Regions from separate parts of the Gossypium hirsutum genome. Here region 2 is linked to region 1. Evidence: chromatin contacts called from public Hi-C data. All regions are on one chromosome and are shown on one strand. The core of a region is the stretch at or near the end of the contact, and the rest is flanking DNA. Distances in the headings are between cores, read along the strand shown. Region 1 holds the start of LOC107955709 (microtubule-associated protein 70-4). Region 2 holds the start of LOC107959940 (protein TIFY 6B).

Region 1 (3,019 bases), core at 369-2,868:
CCCATCACTGACTTTCTAAAATTACTAACCAATAACAACGATGAAACTCTACCAAACATGACTTCAAGAGTAAAATGCACAGTAAATTGTTCACCCAAATACCAGAAAGCCAACTTTCCAACCATACAAAGAACAGAGATTTGCTATCAGCAATGAAGACACAGGCAGGCAGAGCAAATTTACATATAAAGTTTACAGGATCTACTTCAGTAAAACTACAATATACAGTGATATACAAACAGCCTATGTTACTGGGTCACGAAATGAGTGTCAGATAGGAGTAGCATTCGACATGGGTATGTTAGTTTTCTACGTAATTGGAGAGTCCGTGGAGCGTCATCATCTCCATAGACCAATGTATGGATGCGCATCAGCACTAATAATTCATGAAAATTGAAGAGTGGAGAAACATAGCAAACAGCCCCTTCTTCCATCAGTTTCAGCAGATTATCCATCACTAAACTTCAAATAAATTGAGTTCTTTTTCCCCAGAAATCAAACATCCAAAAAAGGGGAGGAAAAGCAGTGAACTTTCCACTAAGAACAGACATAATTTAACGAAAAATAAGAAAATTTCAAAACATTTCGAAATAAATTACTACTTTTAACTACCAGTATTACTAAGGCGTTTTCACAATTTAATTATTTTATTAAATTAAAACCTAATAATTAATAATAATAATTTAATCAACCTCTTCGACAGCCTTTTCTCTTAGCCTTTCAGACATCCTTAATGCCTTAATTTCGGCTTGTGCTTCTCCCAATTCTCTATCTTTATCTGTAAACATATCCAAAATATTAAAATAAAAGGAAACGGTTAACCGTTAACTAAAAGCAGCTAAATTGAACCGAATCGAGGCGAAAAACAACTAGATCGAGCCACATTCCAGACCTCTAACTTCATTCTCCAACCGATTAAGCTCAACTTTCACCGGATCCGAACCGTGAAGCAACGTAATGAAGTCGTTATCCGCATCGAAGCTAGGTCTGACAGTTCTCCTCCTCGACGAACCTTTCCCTCCACTCTCCTTAAACGACGCCGACACCGCCAAAGGCGGAGGTGCTCCCGACGTGGTCGAAGTCATCCTCACCGGCGACTCACTTCTCGCATTGCCTGTTACCTCTGCCGCTTCGCCGGCAATCTCCGCCATCTCTGATCCAAACACTTCCTCTCACCACTTCAAATACAAAAAAAAAAAAGAAGAAGAAGAAAAGTAACTCTTTCCACGCAGAGTAGTTCTCTTCACATCTAAACCTTGAAGTGGATCCAAAACGATAGGGTTTGAAAATCAGTTGAAATACACAACTGCTCAGCAGATTCTCAGATAATAGAAAAGATAGAGTGAAGAAGAATGGCTTTAGAGCTGAGACAGAGATAAATCAGTTATATATAAAATAATAATAATGTTATTATTATTATTTTCTCTCTGTAGATTATGGATTTTAAAATCTGGTTACAATGACAGAGTGAGGAGAGAGAAAGGAAGAGAAATGAGTGATGGAGACTTAATTAATTAAATTAAATTAATGGAGTTGCTGAAATTAGAGATTACTGTGTGTGTTTAAGAAGTGAAATCTGCTGCTGGTTGCGCTTCGAAAATTGATTCCACCTCTTTCTTTTTCCGATGCTTAAAATTGCGACAGCCTTTTTCTATTTTCTCTTTTCTAAAATTACGTTCGCGATAAAAATTAAAATATATCTTTCAGAATTTTCCAAATATTTTTTGACTTCTGATTATTTTTAATTAAATAACAAATTACATTCACAATAAAAATTAGAATAAAACAAATTATAACTGGGATTCGAAATTTGCTATTTTTGGTAGCTGGCGTGTCTCGGTTACTTTACCCAAAGGGGAAAAGTTTGATAGAAAATCTCTATAAATATTATTGGCAACTCGGATTTAGCATTAAGCAATAGTGTTTGAACTTTGTCCTATTTGTGCAATTAATTATAAATATAATATTATGTTGTGCACATTATGATTAGAGTTACATATAAATCGGATCAATTGAAATTCGATTTCAAAATATATTTTAAGTTAAAAGTCCATTTTCAGCCTGAGTTAGACTGTTGCTCGTTTTATTATTTTAAAATAATAAAATAATAAAATATATTTTAATTGTTATTTTATGTTTTTTTATTTTTTTATTTTTTTAAAAAATAATTTTTATTATTTAAATTAAATTTAAACTGAGTTAAACTGAATCGACCTAAAGTGAAAAATTATTATCTAAACCTAACTGAAATTGGGTTAGGTGAATTATCTAACTTTTGAAGAGGTCTAATCACAAATTATTGTGATACGTGAAAACATTTATGTCCAACAAAACCAAATGCTAAGGTTTTACAAAATATAATTTAAATCAAAATAAATTTTATTAGAGACTCACACATAATTTATATTACATGTATCTCAAATTTTTAATTTTAAAAGTTTTATTTTTACAATTAAATTAATAACGTATTAAAAGAATTTGAGTTTTTTTATTTTTATTTTTTAAGAATGTATTCAAAAAATTACTGGACAATTGGATTTGGTGCAAGTATTTGTAGATACAAATATGTGGTATGTTTGATTTACACTATCCACTTCTCAAAAAAAGTGTGAGAATTGGGTAATCACACAAGTAATTTATAAATAATTATACTCAAATCAAATGATCATAAAAAATTTTAAACATATTCTTGAATTAAGTTTAAAATGTTATTTTTATACATTAATAATATTAGTGTTTTAATTTTTTTAAGTTATATTTTATTTACTAATCTTATTAAAATAATTTGAAATTTTTATTAACAAAAGATAATTTTTCATACATTTTGACATGCTAAATAATTAATAAAATTATATATTATTTATTACTAATTATTTATACTTAATTAAGAACCAATCAATAATAACAACTAGTATACATTATGAAATGTTAGAGTAATTAGATAAAATTCTATTATATTGTCAAATTTTTTTGGTCTAGCATATTACATACGATGGTTTAATTTTAAAATTTTTATTTA
Region 2 (3,019 bases), core at 174-2,673, 570 kb after region 1:
CTATCCTTAAAACTCCATCACAAACAACTTTTTTACAAATAAATATATAATCTTAAATATTAAATCTAAAGATTAACAATAGATTAAAATATAAAAATATATATAATATATAAATTATTATTACAAATAATAAAAACATACCTTAAAACTATAACAATTTTTCCTCCCAAAATTCCAACTCAAAATAGCAAACTATAATAACAAAAAAAAAATTCTCTTCTTTACTTTTGAAATTTCAATTGGGGGAGAGGGACCGGTTTATATAAATAGAAGAAGGGAAAGAAATAAAAGAAAAAAAATAGTTTGGGGTGTGAGCTCGTGATTGATTGGTCACGTTGAACGGCAGGGTGTTAGCCTGTCAAGTGGCACTAGGTTGACACCCTACCGTTCATCGTGACCAATAGGTCACGGGCTCACCATCCAAGCCATTTTTTTCAGCTTCCTTCTTTTTCTTCTCTCTCTTTTCGACTTTTTTTCCTTGTCCGTAACTTCTTTTTTTTTTTTGAAAAAAGACATTGATGTTACCAATGTGTTAAGCGACACCAAAAAGATTATTATTTTTATCTCGTATACCATTTCTACTATATTTGGGAGGAAATACAAATATTTTTTATAAATATTTGTCGGTGCCGCCAATTTGCCAGGCATCAGCATTTAAAAAAATTATTTTTTTCTAACTATATGATTAGCTAATGATTGGTGACAGAGTTTGGGTGGTGCTGCCTGACAGTGTAGTTTGTAATTAATTTGTCTGTCATACCATTTTCGTTTTTTGTTTTGTATTAATTTTGTAAAAAAAACTCTTTAAACGGATCTATCACATCAATCTAAAATAATATATATTAATATTTATCGAATGACTTAATTTTTTTAAAAAATTTACATCAAATTTGATAAGCATAATTTGTATGGATAGAATATGAAATATTACAGTTGAATAATTAAAATATTAATTGTACAAAACTACGTAGAAATGTGTAAAACTACTTTAATTTTATATCAATATATTTTATATCGGTGTAAGTATATCCCTCCTCTTAATAAATTATTTTGTTAAATTCTGTTTATATAGATAATAATAGAAGCTAGTAGAGAACTGGTGTAATATTTTAATTAGTTAATTTTATTTTTGCACATATTTTAATATATGAGAAAGGAATAACTAATTCATTACTCTCGTAATTTTTTAACAAAGAGAAAGTTTATATTTATTTTGATGATGTTGTATTTTTTATTAGAGATTTTGTAGGTGAGTCATGTGAATTTAAGTTCCCAATTTTCCAATTGGGTGTGAGTCAATCAATGATAGGGTAGGGTAAAAAAGTTAAAAAGTAAAAGAAGAGAGAAAATGAATGCCGTACAACATACGTCACGGCGCTGTAAAAATCCTATCTTATAAAACTCCCGCATGTTAGGAAAAAAGAGATTTAAAAAAGAAAAAAAAAACACTATCACTGTCTGCTCGCCTCTGTTTATTTTTCTGTGGTTGCAACTTGCGCATAAAAGCTTTGGCCTTTCGCTTTGCCTTTGGTTATTTTCCTTCTTTGGTGGTTAATAATAAAGAAAAAAAAAAGGAAAAAAAGAAGGGATTTAAGAAAGTGAAATCCTCTTGTTTATGGTTTTTAAGGTGGGTTTCGCTTCAAATTTTGATTTGATTAAGAATAAATTGAAAGGAAAAAAAAAATGGAGAGAGATTTTCTGGGTTTGAACTCAAAACAATCCTTCCCTTTGGTTAAAGAAGAAGTTGAAGAAATTGGTGTGTATTTTCTCCCCTTTTTGCCTCTTTAAACCTTTCTTCTTTTTTCTTCAATCAACTCTCCATTTAGTTTAAGAAACTTCCTTTCTTTGGACAACCATGTTAAAGATTCCAGTTTTAGTAATGGCGTTGTTTTGTTTGGGATTTGATAGGTTTTACCAAAAGCTTGGGGATTCAATGGCCAATTTCAAACAAGGTTTCTTCAGCTGTTCCACCACAGCAGATGAGTTTTGATTTTGCTCAAGTAGATAACGCTAAAAGAATTGGATATGATTCAATAGTATCCCCTGCTTTCATGCATATCTCACCACCAGATGCTGCTCAACTTCAGGTTTGCTTTCATTTCCCTTGCTTCTACTTTAGGCATAGATACAGAGATATCAACTTTTTCTGAACCTTTTTAAACATTAAGTATTTGTATAAAACATGATTATAGAGATACGACTCTGGAAACACGGATGTACATGTTTTTAGTATTTATTGATTGAGAATGTCTCCTACTGTGTGTGAATACTAAACTGGTACTGCTTTCTCTCTTCCCATGTTGGTCTTCACCATCTAGAAATCCTTCAATCACAACAGGCAACGAGTAGGCAATCATTTCCCATTCACAGCTGCTTCTGTTCAGCATGATGCACATCATGTTCAACGGCCTTATGACATGAAAATGTTTCCGGTCTCGAACCAATCAGTTCCCGTTTCAACCACCAACCCATTTATGAATAATCATTTCACTACTACTGCTATGAAATCACAATTGCTTGGAGGAATTCCAGTTACGAGTCCGCCGCATTCGGTTCTTCCCACCCTCAGTTCCTTTGGTGGAAGCATCGAACCACGGTAAGTTTAATGATTTTAAGCTCGAGTAGAGTTGCTTTTATCGAAAAGGTTGACAACAGGTTACTGAACTTCGGTCGTAATTTTGCCATCCTTATTAGGAAAAGTGTCAGGGGCCTTGGGGACTCCAGATCACCTGTTCAATTGACTATCTTTTATGCTGGTACCGTGAATGTTTACGATGATATCACCCCCGAGAAGGTGACTCTCTTTCACGTTCTGGTATCTACTGGTTAATGGAAAGCTTAGAAAGTTACATTTTCTTTTGCATCTTATTCAGGCTCAGGCTATCATGTTACTTGCTGGGAATGGATCTTCCTTGACTTCTAATGTGGCACATCCAAAAGTCCAAGTCCAGGCACCAATTTCAAAACCACTTCAATTCGAAAATCTTCCCACGAATCATTTCACGAATGAACAACTTTG

What was found. A called contact is a pair of places that touch in the nucleus more often than the background predicts.
Region 2: a Hi-C map of leaf shows a contact between it and region 1, with 2.8 times the contacts expected there. The contact joins the promoter of LOC107959940 here to the promoter of LOC107955709 in region 1. A contact is called at or near these places in 9 of 34 Hi-C or Micro-C datasets (callus, leaf and petal).

What each region holds. Positions count from the first base shown.
Region 1 is chrA05:47,923,074-47,926,092 of Gossypium_hirsutum_v2.1, forward strand. It overlaps LOC107955709 (microtubule-associated protein 70-4), which reads right to left and starts at 1,619. Exons shown (of 13, transcript XR_005926407.1): 1 at 893-1,619; 2 at 693-778.
Region 2 is chrA05:48,496,284-48,499,302 of Gossypium_hirsutum_v2.1, forward strand. It overlaps LOC107959940 (protein TIFY 6B), which reads left to right and starts at 1,424. Exons shown (of 7, transcript XM_016896111.2): 1 at 1,424-1,756; 2 at 1,909-2,087; 3 at 2,319-2,596; 4 at 2,695-2,794; 5 at 2,874-3,019. The coding sequence starts at 1,684.